3 separate regions of the Rattus norvegicus genome follow, and all the other regions are linked to region 1. The links are chromatin contacts, called in public Hi-C maps. All regions are on one chromosome and are shown on one strand. The core of a region is the stretch at or near the end of the contact, and the rest is flanking DNA. Distances in the headings are between cores, read along the strand shown. Region 1 has its middle 2.5 kb from the start of Gatb. Region 2 overlaps LOC103691599 (a long non-coding RNA gene). Region 3 overlaps LOC103691599 (a long non-coding RNA gene).

The links. Hi-C and Micro-C count contacts between places; a contact is called where the count stands out from the background.
Region 2: a Hi-C map of frontal cortex shows a contact between it and region 1, with 2.7 times the contacts expected there. The contact joins two enhancer-like sites. A contact is called at or near these places in 3 of 12 Hi-C or Micro-C datasets (the A7r5 cell line, Schwann cells and frontal cortex).
Region 3: a Hi-C map of frontal cortex shows a contact between it and region 1, with 2.3 times the contacts expected there. The contact joins two enhancer-like sites.

Annotation. Positions count from the first base shown.
Region 1 is chr2:173,224,511-173,227,542 of GRCr8, reverse strand. No RefSeq gene overlaps it. Among named protein-coding and RNA genes, the nearest start is that of Gatb, 2.5 kb to the left of the region's middle. Within about 2 kb of position 1,587, at least 6 of the 93 cell types and tissues checked have an H3K27ac peak or open chromatin away from gene starts, as enhancers often do.
Region 2 is chr2:173,136,267-173,139,189 of GRCr8, reverse strand. The region is part of intron 1 of LOC103691599 (a long non-coding RNA gene); the gene reads left to right. Among named protein-coding and RNA genes, the nearest start is that of Fdps-ps3, 44 kb to the right of the region's middle. Within about 2 kb of position 1,514, at least 8 of the 93 cell types and tissues checked have an H3K27ac peak or open chromatin away from gene starts, as enhancers often do.
Region 3 is chr2:173,109,594-173,112,664 of GRCr8, reverse strand. All of the region lies in intron 1 of LOC103691599 (a long non-coding RNA gene), which reads left to right. Among named protein-coding and RNA genes, the nearest start is that of Fdps-ps3, 17 kb to the right of the region's middle. Within about 2 kb of position 1,379, at least 30 of the 93 cell types and tissues checked have an H3K27ac peak or open chromatin away from gene starts, as enhancers often do.

The DNA of each region.
Region 1 (3,032 bases), core at 338-2,837:
CACCATCTGATTTTAACTGTTCATGTAGTACCTAACAGCTATCTTTGATTTCAATGGATCCTTGTCTGGTATTCACCACAGTATTTCCAGAGCACAGAGTAGGCACCTCAAGAATATTTGAAGCAGTGCAGTGTGGTGGATGTATTTCACAAATGGGGGCTGTGGAGAGGATATGTTCTTTAGAAAAGAAATAACAAATTGGGGTAGTGGTAAAGGGTACAGTAAAACATCTATTTCTGGGAGATGTGTAAGATGAGATCGAGGGACCTGATAGAGAGTTGGGGATTACTTTGGGGCTTCTGACTTATGTGTCTAGTATAAGGTAAAAAGGAGCCAGAAAACGAACCTATTCTCTGTGGAAACTTGTGAATGCTTGGTTGCCTTGGAGATTTCCAAGCGAAGTAATCCAGTGGAAGTCACTGATGCCCAACTATAGAGAAAGAAAAGATACGTACTCTCCATATTTCACACAGATGCATTTCTGTTATCGATCACTAACCTACAGATTAGACAGCTACATCTTATGATTTGTTTCCATTATTATTTACAAGAAGTTATGGTATTATGTAATATGGTCCCTCCATTTGGAAATATAACCTGTAAACTGGCCAGGAGAGATAATTCAGTGGTTAAGAGCACTCTCAACTCTTCCAGAGGACCCAAATTTGTTTCCCGGCGCCCATATCCAGGGAGTCACACCTCTCTGTAACTCCAACTCCAGAAGCTGTGACACCATCTTTGGCTTTCTGCAGATCCCACACACAACAATCCCCAAACATGTCTCTCTCATATATACATATAAAAATAATTTTAGGTAATTGTCATTTACTGTTTCTATTTTTTTTTTTACTTTTTTATCTACCTCCCATGAGTAATCTGGATTGCGGTAGTAGAAATCCTTTCATATAACTAAAGAAAAAGATGAAAGTGCGTGGAACACAGAGGCAAACATTCCAAAATGTATCTCCTAATTTCTTCCATTCATCCTTCCGGTCCTTGATATACTGGCATCTCTCTTCTGTGTCCCCACGTTTTCTATACTAGCTGTAGTTGGGTTTCCTTTTTCTTCTCTCTTAGCTCCTGGAGTGAGTTTCTGGTCAGTAAAATTGCTTGGGAATGCCATGTTGTTTCATCTTTAATAGGGCTACAGAGGAGAAAGACTGCCTTCTACCCCGCCCCTTGAATACAGTTAGGACACACTGCACTACCTCCCAGGGAGTATTAGAAGAGTTTTTTTTTCCCAAGAATGTGAGGACACCCAAAGAATAGCCTACATTTTTGTACAAAGCCAGATCCAATAGAAACCCAGCCTGATTTCTAAAGCATTATACAATCACATTCTCTCCGTCTTCAAAGGCCTCCACCCTGCCACTAGAGGGAGACAAAACCTATGCATGTAAATGGATTTGCTTCTTTGAACGAATGGGAAGCTTCCAGTGTGGTACATTTTATGTCTAATCATGGCCTCTCGAAGGCCTAGGGAAGCTAATGGTGGGAGTAGGGACTTACCATCCCGTTTTCTGACTTTGTTCTCTATCAAAACTATCTCTCATTTCCAGAAATGCCTGTTGATCTCTTGGTGGGGTCTAGGAGAGGCACTGTTTTCCAGTTACCCCTTGCTCTTCAGGGAGGGCAGTTCTAGCTAATCTTCTTTCATAAGACCATTTCTTGCCTTCTTTCTGAATGCCAAATATGTACCCATCAGAACTCTTACTGACAGACAGCTCTCTGGCTGAGAGAGCTATTTTGGATCCACAACAAGGTGGCTGTCATCTGGAAGACACAGAGATTCTCATTTTCCAGGCACTCAGGAGGTAGCAGGACAGAGTTTCTAACCATATTTTTTCAAGGAGCGTGTCTCAGCTCTTTCCTTCCCAATGTTATTCAATCAATTTAAAAAAAAGATATTTGAGCCAGAGCTGATTTTCAGTTATAAATGAGACTGGTTAGGAAATATGTCTTAAATAAGATAGTTTGTTTGGGTTAGTCTTTTTTGCAAGTCTTGAATGGCCAGAGTTGAAATGGCCTGGTTCACCTCTGTATTTGGTATCTATATAAACACATTGCTTTCTGAACACAAATACCGCTCCCCCATCTAGGTTGTGTTTAATTGTGACCCTTCCCATGATCCTTCATTTTGCTAGGGAGGGGTAGGAAAAGGCACTTTGTGCTAAGATTTGTAACTTCTTCAAGCACCATGTGTTACAGTGTAAGGGGAATAATGCAAGTGGCACAAAGTTTCTGCTTTTTAAGAAGAAGCAAACAGTTTTAATTGCAACATTGTAATTTCAAGTAAAATAAAAAGATAGCTTCTGCTGTCATGGCACTGTGTCTCAAAGTCTATTTGAATATATGTGCAAATCTTAAAACCATGCCAACTAATCTTTTTCTTTAATTAACTATGTTTGTCCTGTGGAAACAAAGGCAATGCTTTAAAAATACCTAGCAGATGAATATAGAAAGCATCCACTGTGGTCTCAGGAAGCTGGATGGGTGTTGTCACAGTGTTTCTTAGTAATGCAGAAGTGAGTTTGATCTCTCAGTTGGCTATTATTTTCTACTTGTTTTTTGGCTATGGAAAGAAGCCCAGTGTTGAAATTCCAGCCATGTGGATAGGAAGGGTTGGTAGTGAAGTTAATTCAAATTCCCTATAAAAAGAAAACAAAATTCATTTAAGATGATGGGCATGTGACAAAACTTGACAAGATCATCTGCATGTAGTAAAAACACTGGAACAAAGGTAGTTCATGTCTTTGAAAAGACATTCTTTAAACACAGAGTTTCGTCTTAGAAAAGCCCTACATTTTAAGATCCAGAGACGTGCCACTGGGGGGAAAACAAGAGACTGGGAATACATGCTTGCTGGGCAGTTGGGAGAACAGGATTCATTTCTTTTTATTTTCCCATTAAAGTCTTGCTTCTGATAAAATACTGATGTGGAGGGAACAGTCACTTTCTCTAGAAGATTGCTGTGGGGCAAAGAAATCTATAACCCTCTCTTCATTCCCGATGCAAGGAAATAGAACACCCTG
Region 2 (2,923 bases), core at 265-2,764, 88 kb after region 1:
CTGAAGGAATGTATGTCTTTCATCCGTCCCACCACATTCTGCCGTGCACTGCCTAGCATGTACAAAACTGAAACCAGGCAAAGGGAGACATGGAAAGACAGGGGTCTTAAAAGAAGAACCTTGTATTTTTCTTATTCCTTATTCCTACTGAGAGCCCCTGTCAGTTGATGCAGGATAATGAAGGTAAGTCTAGTTGACTGACTGCTTTGGGCTTGAGACTTTGACAGGCATTGTCCACTAATGAATGAACTACATGTGATCCCCAAAGTTACATTACAGTACTCAGAACATCTGATAATATTGAATAAAAAATAGTATATTGGAAACAGTTTAGTTTTTCTAATCTTTTATGTATATAATAAATTAAACATGTTCCTTAGAATGAAATATACAAATGAGTTATTTGTTGTGTGTGTGCTGTGTATATATATGTATGTTATGTATGTGTGTGTTGTATAATGTGTATATGTGTACATGTGTATTGTGTATATGCATGAATGCACATATGCGTGTGTGTGTGTGTGTGTGTGTGCGTGTGTGTGTGTATGTGTGTGCACATGCACGGTGCACTGGGGACCAGACTCAAGGCTTTGTTCATACTTGGTGAGTGTTGTCCCACTGAGCCGCATCTCCCAGGACTGTCATTTGAAAAGTCTTAATGGAGGCACATTAGTGTACCTCTTGACATATTAGAAAAGGTGGCCTAACAATGGAGTAACACATCCATTTGCAAGTTGGGTGAGTTTCAATTCTTAGCTTTAAAAATATGAAGGAGGGTGTAACAGTTATCAGGTCTGAGGCAATAAAAATAACTCGTGATGACAGGCCACTTGCTAGCCTGGGGATACAACTCAGAGAGAGTTTGAAGAATGGAGCAGTGTCTCTAACACCGCCATCTGCCTTCCCAATGTATCTACCTATGTATTTATGTGAGTGGGTCCTCCTGGCAATTACATCTTGAAGCAGGGGAAGTAGGAACAGTTGTTTCTGAAGCCAGCTCACTCGAGCGAATACTAACGCCAGTCCAGAAAAGAAGCTTCGTCCCTCTCAACTGGGAATGTGTTGCTAATAAAATTTGACTTTTATGCTTAGCAACCATCAAAAATTATGATGAATTGATGCTTTATTACCAAGAACTCTAACTCAGTTTAAAACCCTGTCGGTGAAATGAAAAAGAATTTAAAAATTCTTCTAGGATTTCTGGACCTCATTAGGCCCCAGTCCTTTGGGATGCTGTGTCTTTCGTCATGAGGAGATGGAGAGGCAGGAGCAGGAGGACTGTGCCTCTTGAAGTTCCTCTTAGGTGAGATTTTAACATGAAGCCTAGCCTCTCTTTGAGTGTGACTTCAAATTCTGGATTGACTCTGGAACCAGCCTTATGTCTTACCCAGAAATAGGCTTCACTGCTATTTTTAGAGCCTCTTTATTTCAGATTTGTCCCTCCTTAAATATGCTTTCCACTTTGAGAACATCTCTGACATGTGGGGTGTGCGAGTTCCCATCGCTACCGCTTTAATCACGATTCTGTCAAAGGAAGTGTGTGTTCATTACTTCATCCAAAGTGTGTGTATGCCAGGCACTGTTCAAGGAGCTAAATTTACCTCTGTGAAGAAAACAGGCTTGGCCGAAGCTTCATGGGGTCTATACCTCATTGGAGATAGAACTTAAGTACAAAAGAGTCATCGCATAGATGCATGACTAAAGACTGTAAGTGCTGCATATGCATAGAACATGCTGATTAACGATAAGAACAGGGGTACTTAATTATCAGTGTCTAGATCGGATCATGTCAACTGAAGTCAGACGTATAAGGAGGAGCCAGCGAGCTAAAATGATGATGCCTGTCCCAGTGAATGGCAACAACAACTGGAAAGACCCAGTACTAAGCATCTGGCTTACTGGGGACCCCAGGGATGAGGATGTAGGATACCTTACTGAAGCATTGAGCATTGGGACGAGCGACACAGAGGAAGGTTAGATTAAAGAGCAAAAGCCCAAGCAGGAATCATGTTAGTGAGTTAAAATTTCAGCCTGGAAATCCAAAAGATTTCTGACAAACTTGATTTATTTCTGAGAGAATTCTGCATCTCTTTGAAGATTGGGTTGGGGATGGAACAAGGTAGAGAGAAGGAGGCCATTTTGGAAATGTACCAGCCAAGGTGGGCTGAGCATCCCGTGTGTCTCTGCAGGTTTAACAGCACAGCTTCCGTTCTCCTGTGGTTTCTGTGGGCACTCTGCTCCACCTCCATTCAAGGGAGGAGCTAGGCTGGTGGATCAGCTGCCCTCGTGAACAAGGACATCAGGATGGCAGGCAAGGGCACATAACTAGCCATGCACTGACTCAAGAAAATCTCCATCTGGAAGCACCGTGGCCAATTCATGTTAGCAGCAGTGGAAAGTGGCCCCTCTAGGCAGGGGTCCTACAGAGAAAGAAAAAAAATACAGGATTGAAGGTGCTGCTATACAGTGTACTTACTACAAGAGGGCGTTCTGCGGGGCTGCGTGAGGCCAGTAAGGAGTGGGAGGTGAAAGATCTGAGGATCATATTGGAGTTACATCTTTTTTGGGGGGGGTGTGACTAACATGAGCTGTTTTGCTAAGATGTCCTTAATAGATTGGGAACTGCATGAAACAAACCATCATGTTCATGGTCACATCTCAAGGGCCACACCGTTTTCCCAAAAGAGTGAGTGGGATCCGGGAAACTTAACCAACGTCCTGTGAATGTAGCATGGCTGGCATTTTCCCCAAAAGGCCTGAACCTGTTATATAAAGAGAGAGAACATTCTTTTTTTGCAAACCCAGAATGGATCCTCACTCAGGTTCTTTGCAGGGCTGAGAGGAAAATTGATTTAAAGTGATTCTCCTTTCTGCTGTGGAACTGCTCCCAGAGCCGGCCTGTCCTGTACTTTCCGGCTCCCTT
Region 3 (3,071 bases), core at 130-2,629, 110 kb after region 1:
ATCAGTGCAGTTGCTCACCTGTCACCTAGGCCAGATGGAGACACAGCCATAGGAGTCACCATTAGTGTCACTTAGTCACCTATATAAACAGGCACATGCACACATATATGCACACATATACATATATGCACACATATACACACACTTATTTCTATAGGTGGATATGCATGAATGTGTATCACATGTATACATGTACATGTATATGAGTATAGGTGGATATACAGTCCTTCCCATCCTGGAAACTAAAATGTTTTCATAGCACATGCATGTAAGATGCCACAATACAGCTTTTCAATATTTTTTCTCTCAGAAAGTAGGGAATGGACTGAAGTCGAGGGCTGCTGTAGTTCAGAAGTCAGCTCTTTATCTAAATGTGGCCCTGGGAGTTAGATGGCAGATGGAGGGAATGTGGCAGTTTACAGGGCTTGGTATCAATGATTCCAACGAGCAAAGCCAGACGCATTCTTTTACTCACTCCATTGAGATCATGGCCATATGCTTCTGACTCACAGGGGACCACTAAATCTGGAGGCCACTCCATGATGCCTCCCCATCCTTAGAGTAGCAAGTGGCACTGTGGAATCTGTCATGTGCTTCATCTTGGGCCACTGATGGGGTCTGTGTGAAATGAGATCTGATTTGCCTTGGTTATTCTGGGATGTATATTGGCTGCTCTGCCCACTTCGTCCATTCTGAGGTACTCCCTGATCTCCATCCTTGGAGGCAGCAGCCAATTTGGAGCCTGCAGGTGTACACTCCCACTTCAGGTTACTTTTGCCAACACATATTACCTTATGCTTATTCCAGGTAAGTTTCATCTGCCTGCAGGCTGCACAATCCCCCAAAGTGTTCCGACGCACCTGGAATTTCTTACAAATCTCCTCGGTTTTTATTAGCCACAACAGTTTGGAAGTAGTTGAAACCTCTGGGAAGAGATTAGACAACAATTACTGCCTGTTGTCTGGCCAGGTAACTGAGCCAGCAGGCCTTGCTTGGGGTGGGCAGGATAGCATTTCTATCCGCTGGTCTGTCTTTTGAGTTCTCAGTTCTGGACAGGCACCAGAGAACCCAACCTTGGGATGTATATCTACACAGGGACCTAGAACAGTCTGATTCACAGGTTTTAGAAGATGCTGCCCTGGGATCCAAAGGGAAGTGTGTTATTTAAGGCCCACCCTGTCTGGTCCCCTTGGATATTTCAGAAAGAGGGGGCAGAAAGAGAGCTGAGGGAGGGTAAGGAAGCTTGCAGCACAGATTGCTATGCTGGGTCCTGCAAAATCAGGTGGTTAGACATGGGAGGAGGGAGGACAGAAGCATGACTCTAAGGACTTCTCTGGAGAGGCTGAGAAATCACCATGGCCACGTCCTGGAGGCTGGGAATAAGGACTAGGTAAGGCTGGAAGCCACTGTCCTCATGACCAGGTAAGACATCAAGGACCCATTAGTTCCACGTGCCAAGATGAGGAGATGAAGTGGGCTGCTGCTTGTGGGAAAGCAGCTTCTGTGAGCGTGGCTGGTGTGTGGGCAGCAGCTCAGGCTGAACGGATCCCAGAGTGTACCAGTGAGCTAATCTTGTCAGCCTCAAGCTGTTCCACAGACAGTGGGTGTGAATCCAAACCCATCTTAGATGCTCAGCTCTCTAATGTTTCTTTTAAGAAAATAAAATTTAGAAAAGTTATCGAAGGTACACCAGATCAAAATCATTCTGTTATCCTGGGGCCAGTTACCTGGGAAGGTTGGGCTTGTGAGTTGTGAAAGGCCAAGTGTGCAGATGTTAGACATGATGGGATGCGGTCTGTGTATGGGGGTGGATGTCTCTTCTCTGTCAGCTATGTCCCTGGATAAGCGCCTTTCTCTTTCTGCCTCAAGGACACTGTGTATTTCTGTTCCATGGTTAGAAGCAGAAGTCAGTGGCATCCAGCCTCCAGTCTTGGACTGGACAATGGTCTCTTCTGTTGTCTCTGCTTCCATGGTCAGCTGACTGTGCCTGCCTAAACAGTGCACATATAGAAACTAAATCCTGAGGAAGGAGAAACCCTATGAGAATGGTAAACTCCCGACCCCATCCCCTGACTTCTAATTAATCCCTATGTAGAGAAAATACCTTATGTCTGTGTGGATGTGGCACCTGTCAGTAATAAATTCGATGACCTATAGTTTAGGCAGGATATAGGAGGTGGGACATCTGGGAGGCAGAAAGGATTCTGGGATAGTGCCAGGTGGGAGATTCACTGAGGAAGATATGGCAAGACAGATACCTGGTGCCTGAGCACAGGCAACCAGCCATGTGGCAAAATGTAGATTAGCCTAAGTGGGTTACTTTAAGTTAGGACCAAGTTAGAGAAGAGCCTAGCTATATGGCAAAGGTATTGTAAATATATTTTGAGTCTGAGTCTTATTTCTGGGAGCATGGGAATGGGAGGAAGAACAGCCTAACTTCCATATTCCTACTCTGCCAGCATCTCTCTGTCCTTCCTCGTCCATGGCTGCAGGGAAGACCTGACATTGAAGATGAGAAATGAAAACTACCATCCTGGGGGATTACATGGAATTATAGTCTGGTTGACCTTGGGTCTGGGTCAAGCAGAAGGGGATCCAGAAGGGAATGTCAAGCCACACTTGAAAAGAGAAATCAGGCCACACTGATTCATGGCTGTATCTACAACCCCTTTAAGTAGTGAGTGGCTATTTCAGTTTGTAACAAAGCATCACAGATCACACGGCTTAAACATTAGGTACTTACTCATAATCCTGAAGGCTCAAAGTGGCAGTGCTAGTGTGGGCAGGACTGCTGTCTCCTGAGGACTGTAAGGAGAAATCTGTTTGAGGCCTTTCTTGTTGGCTTGTAGGTGACTGTTTTCTGGAGTCTTCACATGGACTGTACGTGTCTGAGTCCACATTTCTTCTTGATACAAGGACATCACTCATATAAGATTAGGGACTGCCCTAATGGCCCTATGCTAGTGTGTGTGTGTGTGTGTGTGTGTGTGTGTGTGTGTGTAACACAGAGCAAATCAACTTCTGGTTGGTTCTTCCATTGTTTTTCAAGCTCTACAGAGAATTCAGAGTGC